Linked DNA regions of Gossypium raimondii: region 2 is linked to region 1. A link is a contact called in public Hi-C data. All regions are on one chromosome and are shown on one strand. Each heading gives the region's core, a stretch centred on a gene start, on an enhancer-like site or on the middle of the called end of the contact. The rest is flanking DNA. Distances are from core to core; before and after follow the strand shown. Region 1 holds the start of LOC105779761 (zinc finger protein BRUTUS). Region 2 has its middle 4.6 kb from the start of LOC128040523.

What was found. A called contact is a pair of places that touch in the nucleus more often than the background predicts.
Region 2: a contact with region 1 is called in a Hi-C map of leaf, with 2.8 times the contacts expected there. The contact joins the enhancer-like site here to the promoter of LOC105779761 in region 1. A contact is called at or near these places in 2 of 2 Hi-C or Micro-C datasets (both in leaf).

Annotation. Positions count from the first base shown.
Region 1 is chr4:7,614,230-7,620,300 of ASM2569854v1, reverse strand. It overlaps LOC105779761 (zinc finger protein BRUTUS), which reads left to right and starts at 4,387. Exons shown (of 14, transcript XM_012603682.2): 1 at 4,387-4,924; 2 at 5,454-5,663; 3 at 5,946-6,071. The coding sequence starts at 4,619.
Region 2 is chr4:7,665,112-7,671,535 of ASM2569854v1, reverse strand. No RefSeq gene overlaps it. Among protein-coding and RNA genes, the nearest start is that of LOC128040523, 4.6 kb to the left of the region's middle. Within about 2 kb of position 3,760, the one cell type or tissue checked has open chromatin away from gene starts, as enhancers often do. A contact at or near this core is called in leaf, where this site is marked.

The DNA of each region.
Region 1 (6,071 bases), core at 3,138-5,637:
GAATGCCCTACTTAGATGTGACCTAACTATACTTTGTAGAGATTGTGGTAAAGTTATGAAAGACTTTATTAGATATAACATTTGAAGTTACGAGTAGACTTTGATGAGATAAGGCGACAGTTTACGTGGCAAATGTAAAACTATTTCCCATTAGATGAGCCCTCTTATAGATGAATCCTTCATTGACTTAAGTGGATGACTCATCGAGATACTATATACAATAAAATTAGGTATAACAATTGTTAAGTATGACTTCTATTTTCAGTCAAATTTGAGAAATAATCTTTTAGTTAAACTCTGTTTATCTGTTTCAGTCAAACACTGATTAGTTTAGATTATTTTATTATTATTTGACACATGAATTTAGCCTATAAATAGGCTATTTTACAACATTAGTAAATACACCCATTAGATATTAGAACTCATAACACATTTAGAGAATTTTGTGTTTACGTTTTGAGGGTTCTTTGTTTTCGGGTTTTTGGGGTTTAGTTTTATCTCCATCTTTTGTACTCTTCGTTCTTTTGTCATTATAGTAAAATTATCTTTGCCCGTGATTTTTTATCCTCTTTGGAAGGGTTTTTCCACGTTAAATTTGTGTGTTCAATTTCTTAATTTATTCCGCTATTTTTTACTTGTTTGTTGCTTAACCGGGACGATCCCTAACAAGTGGTATCAGAGCTAGTTCAATTTTCATAGATCAGCCCATTCAGATATGGCAACAACAAGATTTGAAATTGAGAAGTTCGATGGTGAGACAAATTTCAATCTGTGGCAAGTTCGAATGATGGCAATTCTAGTTCAATCCAGTTTGAAAAAGGTTGTTACCGGGAAAAAGCCTGAGAATCTAAATAAAACAGAATGGGAAGAGCTTGATGAAAAGGCCTTGTCTGCAATCCAATTGTGCTTCGCGAATACGGTATTGCAGGAGGTATTGATGGAGAAGACCTCATCCGCCTTGTGGAAAAGGTTAGAAACTCTTTATGCTACTAAGTCTTTGGCTAACCGTTTAGTGTTGAAACAACGTCTATTTATGTTTTGTATGAACGAAGGTGAGCTTCTTAGAGATCACATCAGTCAATTCATTACTCTTTTAAATGATTTAAAGAACGTTGAGGTTCATATTGATGATAAAGATCAAGCTATGCTATTATTGTGCTCTTTACCCCATTCATACAAGTCTTTCAGGGAGACCTTGATTTATGGCAGAGACAAAATCTCGTTCAAAGATGTGAAGGGTCATTTGTTGAGGAGAGACAAACTCGACAATGAGCTTCATTTGGATAGCAAGGCAGATAGGCAAGCTTCCGTTTTAGTAGCATCAAAGAAACGAGACAAAAGGTGTCGCTATTGTAAAAAGTTAGGTCACGTCAAAGCAGATTGTTATAAACTACAAAATAAAAGAGCTGCTGAGAGTAACGAGGAAGATGTAGCTAGTGCTAATTTGGCCGATAAAAGCTGTGATGATTTCTTGTTAGTGTCAACGAGCGATAACTCCAAGCTCACGTCCAAGTGGATCATAGATTCGGGATGTTCTTTCCACATATGTACCAATAGAAAATGGTTCTCTACATACAGTTCGGTTGAAGGTGGAGTTGTGCGTATGGGAAACGATTCATCTAGTAAGGTAGTTGGTATTGGACCTGTTAAAATTAGGACACACGATGGGAAAATTAGGACACTCTCAGATGTCAGGTATGTACCTGATTTACGAAAGAATCTCATCTCCTTGAGGATTTTAGACTTGAAAGGATGCAAAATCAACATCGAGTAGAGTGGTATTAAAGTATCTCGTGGAGCTCTCATTTTGTTAAAAGGTAAAAGAATTGACAGTCTTTATATTCTGGAAGGTCCTACAGTGACCGGTGAAATCGGATGTCCCTCATCCGTTACAGAGTCGAAGTCAACTCGTTTGGAGCGGAGGCAACTTGGTCATAGGAGGGAAAAATGTATGACCATTTCGTTGAAGAAAGGTTCTCTTTGGATGCAGGTTTTGAAAAGTTAGAACCTTGTGTTCGTGAAAATCGGACCGGGTTAGTTTTGATTTGGCGGTGTACAAGTCGAAGGCTAGAAGTCTTCCAGGTTTCTAAGCCATGATTGGACTCGATTAATTCCTACATAGTTCAAGATAGGCTCGTATGGCGGGCTTTGGCAAAGATGGCGTTGTGGAAATATGAGTCAAGGTGGAGATTTGTTAAGTATGACTCTATTTTCATCAAATTTGAGAAATAATCTTTTAGTTAAACTCTGTTTATTTGTTTCATCAAACACCGATTAGTTTAGATTATTTTATTATTATTTGACATATGAATTTAACCTATAAATAGGCTAGTTTATAATATTAGTAAATACACCCATTAGATATTAGAACTCATAACACATTTAGAGAATTTTGTGTTTACGTTTTGAGGGTTCTTTGTTTTCGGGTTTTTGGGGTTTAGTTTTATCTTCATCTTTTGTACTCTTCGTTCTTTTGCCATTATAGTAAAATTATCTTTGTCCGTGGTTTTTTATCCTCTTGAAGGGGTTTTTCCACGTTAAATTTGTGTGTTCAATTTCTTAATTTGTTCCGCTATTTTTTACTTGTTTGTTGTTTAATCGGGACGATCCCTAACAACAATTTTTAAAACATTAAAAAAAAGTTATTTGCCCCAAGCTTTATTCACCTGCAAAATGAGATGTCATTGACTTACACATAGTGATTATATAATTAATAAGAATGTGTTAAATATTAATCATTTAATTTTTCATTTAAAAATGGAATTATTAGTCAATTGTATGAAATTGGTTTTGTGGGATTAAATATTGGCTTGTCCAGCTCTCACACTTAAAAACACTTGACCCAACTTGCGTCATACTGTAATCTCATTTTGGGATTATTCTTTTCTAAATAAATTAAGCACAAATAAAATAAAAAAATATAAAATCTTTGAAAAGAGGAAATGGCGATTATACCCTTGACGGTTGTCACTTTGGTGAAACCGTGATGAAGTGCTTCCGTCCGTTTCAGACACTGGGTGGATGCTGACGTGGAGGTTGTGATAAGCCAGACTCTGTCCTTAAAACGCTCTCACGTGCTTTTCACACGTGTCAAACAATTGCCTTAGCCATCCTTTTCGAGGAGAAGATTTGCCGAGTGCCGTCCTTTCGTTTATTCACTCACAAATTCCATCCTGTAATAATAACACAAATGCCATTATAGCATATAAAATAAATGCTATTAAATTTATGAGCTTAGCTGTAATATTACTTTTTAAGAAATTTATTTATTTTTCTTATATTATACTATGATAGGAAAGGTTTTATGGATTTATTCTATCCTAATAATATTTAGCTTTTATATTTTAATTTATGGAAATTGGAATCTAATAATGACCAAAAAGGAGAATTGTACTAAAATTAATTTATTTAAGTAGCAAAATATTTTGTATCTAAATAAATTAGGAAAAAAAGTTGCAACTCAGAATATTTTAGTATTTGTATTTGAAACTATTTTTATCCCACGCCAGCCATCATGCATATATTCTCTAATTATCAACCTACATTCTAATTTTATGTGCTAATTACACATCATTAGAAGTAAAATTAATTGAATAGAATTTTAAAATCACTAATAATGCATTAAATATTACTTTTACGACTAAAAAATGCCATATTATCTAATTATTTTGCTAATATAAATTTTCTACACTATTCACCATTGCAGTAATATTTAGAAATTTTGACATATTTGGATCAAATACTATGGGACGGTTTTCTTTTTCATTAGGCTTCACTAAATTTGAAATTGAAGTGAGTTTGACTCTTAAATAAGACAATACTTTCCTTTACTATTTTTCATTCTAACTCGAGATCTTACCCAAAACTATCGATTTCTTTTTATTTCTTGATAAAAATTTTAGTATTTTATTATTTTTATTTTGAAAGTAGAAAATGGTTAAAATATACTTTAAATCTCTTAATTATTCCTAAATTTAAAATCTAATCACTACTTTTCGATTTTAAAAGTTCCCATCAAATTATTAATATTATTGTACTAAATTAGCGGTTTAACATTTTAAAATAAATCTTGTAAGGAGTAGTAATTAAAAATTTTGTTAGACACTCGTTTGACACGGATTCGATCATGTTACCATCATCTCTTACCCTAGTATTGTATAAAAATATTTTATATAAAAATTATTTAATACCGTAGAATAACAAATAATATTATAATAAACTCGAATTTATAATAAAAAAGAAATTACCTTTTTAAAATGGAAACTAAAATTTGAGAAAATAAAATTCAAAATCCACTCAAGAACTTAGGACCTATTTTAAGGGTAGAAAAATTCTCTTCTTCATCTACCGCATTGATTAAAACACATTCTTCTGGCTAACAAAGAGGGAGAAAGAGAAGGGAAAAAAAAGGGGCAAAATTACAAAAATATATATATAAGAAAAAGTTTCACATTCTTCTTTACTCCCCACAAACACAAACATTAAAGCAAAGGAAGAAAAAAAAAATAAAAAGGAAAGAAAAGGCTATGAAATGAAATCTCCAAATTGTATGAACAGGCAAAAGATCTAGTAGGGCTTTTGGAAATCTGAATCGGAAACCACGTCGAAGTTCTCTATAATGGCGACCCCATTCTCGAGCTTAGAGCCCGGAGGAGGAGGAGGAGGTATAGCAATAATGGCAGGTCCTCTGAATCCAATCGATCCATCCACACCTTCCAAATCTTGCTTGAAAAACTCCGCCTCTAAATCTCCCATTCTTATCTTCCAATTCTTTCACAAGGCCATCAAGGCTGAGCTCGACGCCCTCCACCGAGCTGCCATGGCTTTTGCCACCAACCACCACGACTCTGATCTTACTTCTTTGTTGGAGAGATGTCATTTCCTTCGTACTATATATAAGCACCATTGCCACGCCGAAGATGAGGTTCATGCGTTGTCGTTTTCCTTCTTGTTCTCTTTTATCTCTTTTTCTTCCTCGGTTTTTAAACATTAGTTTTGGCTTTATTTTGCCCCTTCCTTTGAATCCCTTTACTTTTTTTAGAAAATTCTAAATCCCTTACTCAGAATTAGCTTTCCCGAATTGTTATTAAATTCGTAAATTTGTGATGCTTTTATCATGTTTTAAGGGTTATTGTTTGAGGAAGGAAAGAACTTGATTGAATTTGATTATAGAAATTTGAATTTATCACTATATTTAGATATGGGGTAATCTCTGTAAAGCTCGCTGTCGTAGACTTATACTTAGATGGCTCAAAAGACTTGTGAAAACCCCTGTGAACTAAATTGCCTTGTTGTAACTTAAAAGTAATATTGTAATTAAAATAAACATAGTCTCTCCAAGGTTTTTTTTAATCCTTCCTTTTTCCTATGAGATTCTTGTTGGCTGCATCATCACCTTATATTTGTCTGATATTTGTGACTGATTACTGAATTCAAAACTACCTTATGTGTAGGTTATCTTTCCGGCTCTTGATATACGCGTGAAGAATGTGGCTCCAACATACTCACTTGAACATGAAGGTGAAAGTGTCCTTTTTGATCAGTTGTTTGCATTGCTGACTTCAGATATGCAGAATGAAGAAAGCTATAGGAGAGAATTAGCCTCTTGCACTGGGGCCCTTCAGACATCAATTACTCAGCATATGTCCAAGGAAGAGGAACAGGTTGGTTAGATATTTGAGGCAAATGCTGCAAATCAAACATTAAACCAGAAGCCAGATGAAAAATTTATTTCCTAAAATATTGGTTGTTTCGTTCTTGATGTGTTATAGCAATTCTCCTACCTTATTTTGGAGGTGGATGAGGTTGTTGATATACATTACTGAGATGTTTAACTTGATTGATCACTTGTCATGATGCATTCCATTTCAAATTTAGAATAAGGAGTTAAATCTTCTAACTCAAAGTTATCTTTTAGTTTCACATGCTTGCTTTGGAATTGACAGGTCTTTCCCTTGCTTATTGAGAAGTTTACATTTGAAGAGCAGGCGTCATTGGTATGGCAGTTTCTTTGCAGCATACCTGTTAATATGATGGCGGAGTTTCTTCCATGGCTTTCCTCCTCTATATCA
Region 2 (6,424 bases), core at 2,511-5,010, 52 kb before region 1:
AAATTTATTTTCTTGGAAGGTCAAAATCAATTGGACTATCTCCAACAATAGATTCGGTATATTTTTGCATATAATTTTATTCTTAATGGTCTAACATAATAGTTCCTAGTTTATATCAAATTCTTTTGATATTTACATGAAACTATCCCATTGAACCTTTTATTCTTATATATATTAGGATAGTTCAAAGCCTTCCTATTTTTGTGTCATTGTTTCTTTGTTACTTCACTACATTCTTATTTTGAGAGTTAAGAAGCTAAGCTAAGTAATACTAAAAAAATGTATTAAATTGGGACCTCTCACAGTTGGGACCTCTAGATAAATACAGCTTGTACCTGTCAGTTGCACTCTTCTGCCAACCTCTAACAGTCCCCAACATATAATATTGGTTTAGAGACAGTAACTTTAAAGTCAACCGATACCTTAATGTTATACCGTTTGATGAAAAATATGCAATCCTCCTTATTTGCGAATTGTTGGCCCACGAACAACTCTTTCGATTCAGGATTTGCCGCCAACCGGTAAATAAATGTTATATCAGGGTACTTAGGGAACTCGGATGCATGCGCCGCATTGGAATCTACACTTAACATGTGGACCCCAAGGTCATTGCTTATGAAAATGCCATGACTCGTGTTCCTGACCGAAGGGGCGTATACATTTTCATCATCGTTCGTGTCTTCATCGTAGATATCATTCGGGACCTCATCTAGATCTGGGTCACTAAAATCTTCACCCTTGTGATTAGAACAATCATTATTATTGGATTCATCTTCACCATCCACATTGGTCTCAGTCACAACCAGATGTATATTTAAACGAGAACCCTGATTAAGGTTATCATACGCAATCAAAGCATGGTTTGGATTATCAACCCATGTCGATGTCGCTCCACCATCGTACTGTTCTACCCATCCAACATTTAGATCAATGTCAAAACCCATGTACAGACTGTTGACACCATTTTTTTGATGAAAACACGGGGTCGACTTGGATTTTGAAAATGAAAACGAAAAAAAAGGGAGCCGCCACCAATCTTTTTTGATAAGGTGTGATCGGATCACCTTGAAAAGTGGTTGTCTTTAATAAACGATTTAATTTTATTAAAACAACGAGTTTGGTCCACGAAATTCAGAAAACGAGTTCGGGAGTCAGTTACGCACGAGGAAGGATTAGCACTCTCGTAACGCCCAAAATTGGTACCTAGTTGATTAGCTAATGTCTTGATGTCGAAAATTGAGAACTGGGAAGAATTAAAAATACGATCCTTGTATAAAAATGAAAATTTTTAGGAAAAGAAGCATATATCACGTTAATCAAGAAAAAGAATCATATCCAATAAGTTAGGACACAATGTCTCGAATTCCTGATACGTAAAAATGCTTGTTTAAAAGATATTTTGCAATCTCGGATTTAAAAAGGAGATCACAACCATTAAATTAGGACGCGATTTTCTTTTAAATCTCGAGATCATTTAAAACTTGATTTTGAAAAGATTCGTGCATTTAGATTTATTGTGAAGATCGAAACCTAGTAAGTTAGGGTACGACTTTCTCAAATCTAAATGCAAAATACTGCCTTTATTATTTAAAAAAAACTTTCATCTCGGGAAAACAACGTGTCATGTCCAATGCGTTAGGGCATAACGTATTAAATTCCCGATAATGAGCTTTTATTATTTTTAAAAGAGTAACCTCGATTATTTAGATTCAGCGAAGAATATCGGAACCCAATACGTTAGGGCTCGATTCTCTCGAAGATCCCAAATACCGAGTATTACTTATATTCTTAAAATTTTTCGTTTTTGATAAATCCGAGTAAAAATGGATGTAAGATAATGATAAAGATGATAATGTAAGTAAAATAAAAACAAAGGCTATAAAATAAATTAAAAAGACAAACTAATATAGTACACCATGGCAAACATACAAACAATAATATGAAACCATTCATTCTAAATAATATGAATACAAATAAAGAAATAAACAAAAGAAATAAATAAGATGATGTAAATGTAAAAGATACATATATATGAATACATTTTAAAACTATTGTAAATAAACATGTAAACAAGCACATGCATACACATGTGCGTATATATATTATAAAAGTTGTATAAAAGTATGTTTTATATACATGTATTTATAAAATGTATATAGATATATATAGATAGTTTTAAGCTATAAAGTATAAAAAATATGTACATGTATGAATTATAAAATATATAAAATATGAGTTTGTACCTATATGTAAATTATATGGAAATATATACATAAAAAAACATATAAGTATGTGTATGTATTCATGAAAATAAAAAAATGTATATAAGTATATATAAGAATTATGAAAATAAAAGTAATAAATATATATATATGTAAAAATATGTATATATATTTATAAAAATTAGAAATATATACGTGTATTATAAATATGTATGCATGTATAAATAAATTATAAATATAGGTATGTTTATATGTATGTATATATTACAAAAAAAAAGTATGTGTATAAGTATATAAAAATATATATAAAAAATATACGTATGTATATATAAGCAATTATAATAATAATAATAGTAATAATAATAATAACAATAATAATATGAAATTTGTTAAGAAAATAAACAAAATAGCAAAAGGATTAGATTAAACATTAAAACAAGATTCGGGGGGGTCAAAACGCAAATAAATGAAAAGGGAAGGACTGCTCTGAACACGCATAAAACATGGAGGGACTAGCAAAGCAAATTGCCCTTCCTTTAAAACGACGTAGTTCAGGTAAGGATTAAATTGAAAACGCAAAAAATTTCCGGGTAAAATTCAAAAGATTAAAAGAACCTAATTTTAAAAGCATTAAAAAGCGGAAGGGCTAAACGTGCAATTAGCCCTTCCGTCAAAAACACGCGGATCCCCTAAGGCAGACGGGTCGAGTCTCGGGTCAGGAGCCTAAAACGACATCGTTTTGGGGTTGTCCTGACCCTATCAAAACGACGCCATTTCATATCAGTATTTAATACTAAATTTTCTGAAAAAATTTCATTCAGCCCCCATTTTTTTTAAAAAAAAATTCAAAACTCTCCCCTCTCATCTTCTTCCCCAGAATCCGGCCACCGGTCCGGCTCACCTCCGCCGTGACTCCACCGCAAGCGGCGGCCGGAGGTGCAAGAATGGACCTTTTTGGTCTCTTTTTGAAGTCGGCCACTTCTAGGCCATGGATCTAGGGATGAATCTCGCTAAAGATAAACCAAAAACATGAAAACAGAGGCGAAACCGCTTGGCTTCCCCTCCTCCGGCGCGGCGCAGGTAAACCCCCTTTCCCTTACTCTTAATTTTTTTTGTATTTAGAAGTGCAAACAAGGTTAAAATGAAACAAACTAACCGATCTAAAAAAGGGCAGTAGTCACCTTTTATTTTTGTTTTCTTATTTCTGTGAAAATATTACAAAAAGAAAGAGAAAAAGAATATCCCTCTTTGGTATTTTTCAATTGAAATTTTCTTTGTATTTCCTTGAATGTTCGTGTAAAAAAAAGAGAAGCCCCAACCCCTGGTTTTACAATCATCGGTTTTTATAACCGAAAGCAAAGAGAAAGAAAAAAATCCCCCCCGATTTTGTGGTCTGTTTCTGTCTTCCTTGGTTGCATGTTTTGCAGGTGCAAGTGGCAACGTGACTATGGCGGTGGCAGGTGGGCAGGTGAGCGGCGTGACAGTGCTGCGGCGCTAGGCAAAGCAAGTGGCCGACCCTAGGTGCGGCGCACCTAGGGTTAGGGTAACTATTTTTTGCTGAAGATGGGTTGTGGTGTTTTGGGCTAGGTTTGGGTATTGGGCTCATTGGGCTAGTAATGGTTAGTTGGGTAGTAGGCCTAGTTTGTGGTGTATTGGTAGCTGGGTTTGGGTGTTTTTTGTTTTGTTTGTTGGGCCCGGGCAAATGGGCTTGTACACAGACGATCATCTATCGAGAGACGCTCTCGAAACTTCCGTACACGGGTCTTGAACTCCATATTGTTGACTTAAGGGAGTGGCATCTTGAACAGGCTCCACATCTACTGACTCAGCAAACAACTGAACCGATTTAGTGTTCACCCTTCCAATCAAACAATAAATTATGATCATTGTCTCCATGTCTTCATCGTCTACAAGTTCCATCTCGGTAAATTTGATAGGATTTGACGAAACTAGAAATTTGTAGAAAAGTCTCAACACCCTCCTCCCATAATGTCGAGCAATTTTTGCATTAATATTTTATTTCATATCATCGACAGACACATTTTTATTAAACCTCACTCCTATTTGCTGGGAAGATTCAAATATACAACCAACAACTATTTGTAAAATTACTCCATCGAAATGAATGTATACGAAGAATTGGTTATCCATCTTCGATACTAAATCTGTAAAATTAATTAAAATTAGCTTTTATTTAATAAAATTAAATCCTACTACATAAATATAATTACATAAAAATAAGTACAAACTAACATTATAAACTCGAAGTTTATTTCTGCAGTGCAAAACACAAACTTTTCTTCTTTTCTTTTTTTGTTTTCTCCTCTTCTAGTAAGCAAATTTCTTCTGTTCTTTTCTGAAACTGCCACTAAAAACTTCAAAAAAAAAAAATGCAAAACTTCAAAAGAAACATATTTTTGGTTGGGGTTGGGGTATTTATAGTGTATGGTGCCGCCTAACTGCGTCACAAGACCGGCGGTGCCGTCTGACATGTTGGCGGCATCGATTAAAAAATTATTTAAAAAAAGCTAAAGAAAAAGGTTAAAGAGGAAAAAAAGCTAGAAAAGCAAAAAAGAAAGGGGACTTTTTCAGAATTTTTTTTACTGACACGGTCTGTTTTTTTTTTTACTTTCGCCAGTGCCACTTGACACACGGCGAAATCATTAAAAAATATTTATTTGATTCCTCGGTATACCTGTATTTTCTCGAGTATTTTGAGAAAAATACATACCAGTGCTGTCTGACACAGTGGTAGCACAAAAAAATTCTTTAAAAAAAAACACATAATTGGTTGATAATTTGGGGGGAAAGGGGATGGTGTCATCGGTGTGCCAGGCGATACCGATAAGAACTATTCAAAATAGTCCATTTTCGTAAATAATTATTTTTATATTATTTTTATAAAAAAACCCCTAAATATATAATTTCATCTTGAGAAATAATTATGCCCAACCCATTTAAAAATTCTTTAACCTAAGCCCAATCCATTTAAATAATATATAATAGATTAGGTCTGAGTTTGAAATTCTCTAACTTAAGCTCAACTTATTCAGGAAACAGATTTTTCAAGTTTAATGCATTTGTTCAAATGTTCTCAAATTTAAATCGAAACCTTTAAGCTCGATGAAGTAATTTGACTTTTGAATAGGTCTATTTTTAAATTCAAAAGCTTAGTATAATATTTTTTTCAATCTGTTTTATATAATTACTACATTTTAAATGAGCTCATTTATAGTTGAGTCATGGATCCCTTCTCAAGTAAAAGTATCATGTAGCTTGTTGTATTAGGAGTTGGATTGCATTTTATCTTTTTTACTAAAAAAATACATGTTAACCCTTATATGTTAGATCAAAAAACAAATTAGTCATTTTATTAAAAATTCTTCCGTTTCTACTGTTAAATATTGGGCCATGTATATCAACATGAGGTGCAAATGACACATTATTTGTCACTGTTTGGTTATTCCATCAGCTATATCAATTTTCATGGTACAAATTGATGCATTTTTTAACAGAAATGATCAATGTACTCTTTGATCTAATGTATATAGACTAATTTACTCATTTTCTAAGTAGAAATACCAAAATATAATCTAACACATAGTAAACTTTTAGCAACCATCCCCGCTCCCCATTTTTCAAGTAGAGAAGGTATAAGCTCAACTTTGTACCTTCTGCTTTCTGTTATGATTTCTCTTTGTTAAGCCTACTAATCAATCAAGAAAGGGTAAGAAAAGCAACTAATAAATACTATTTACATCAATTAGATTCATCTATCTAATCTACTTTACATATGAACCAAAAAGGAAGGGTTTGGCCAATATCTATAATATATTTAAGAGTAAAAATTTGGGAAAAAAAAAGTTTAAACTGAAAAGAATATTTTTTATTATATTATTAAATTTATAATTAAAAATAATTATAATTTAATAGAATCCGTGATAATCACACTTTTAAAAATAATTATAATTTAATTTATAATTATTAGTTTAAAAGTTGTGTTAATTTTAAAATAGAGTTACTATAAGCATAAAATATAGGAAAAAGTTATGATATTTATAATTTAAATTATTAGTTAAAAATATTTAGCCTAAAAATTAGGGCTATTTTTTAAAATTGGGTTAATTTTATCAATGTAAAATAGAGTCATTACTTAAATAAAATTTAAATATTTTAATTATCACTTAATTAATATTAAAATT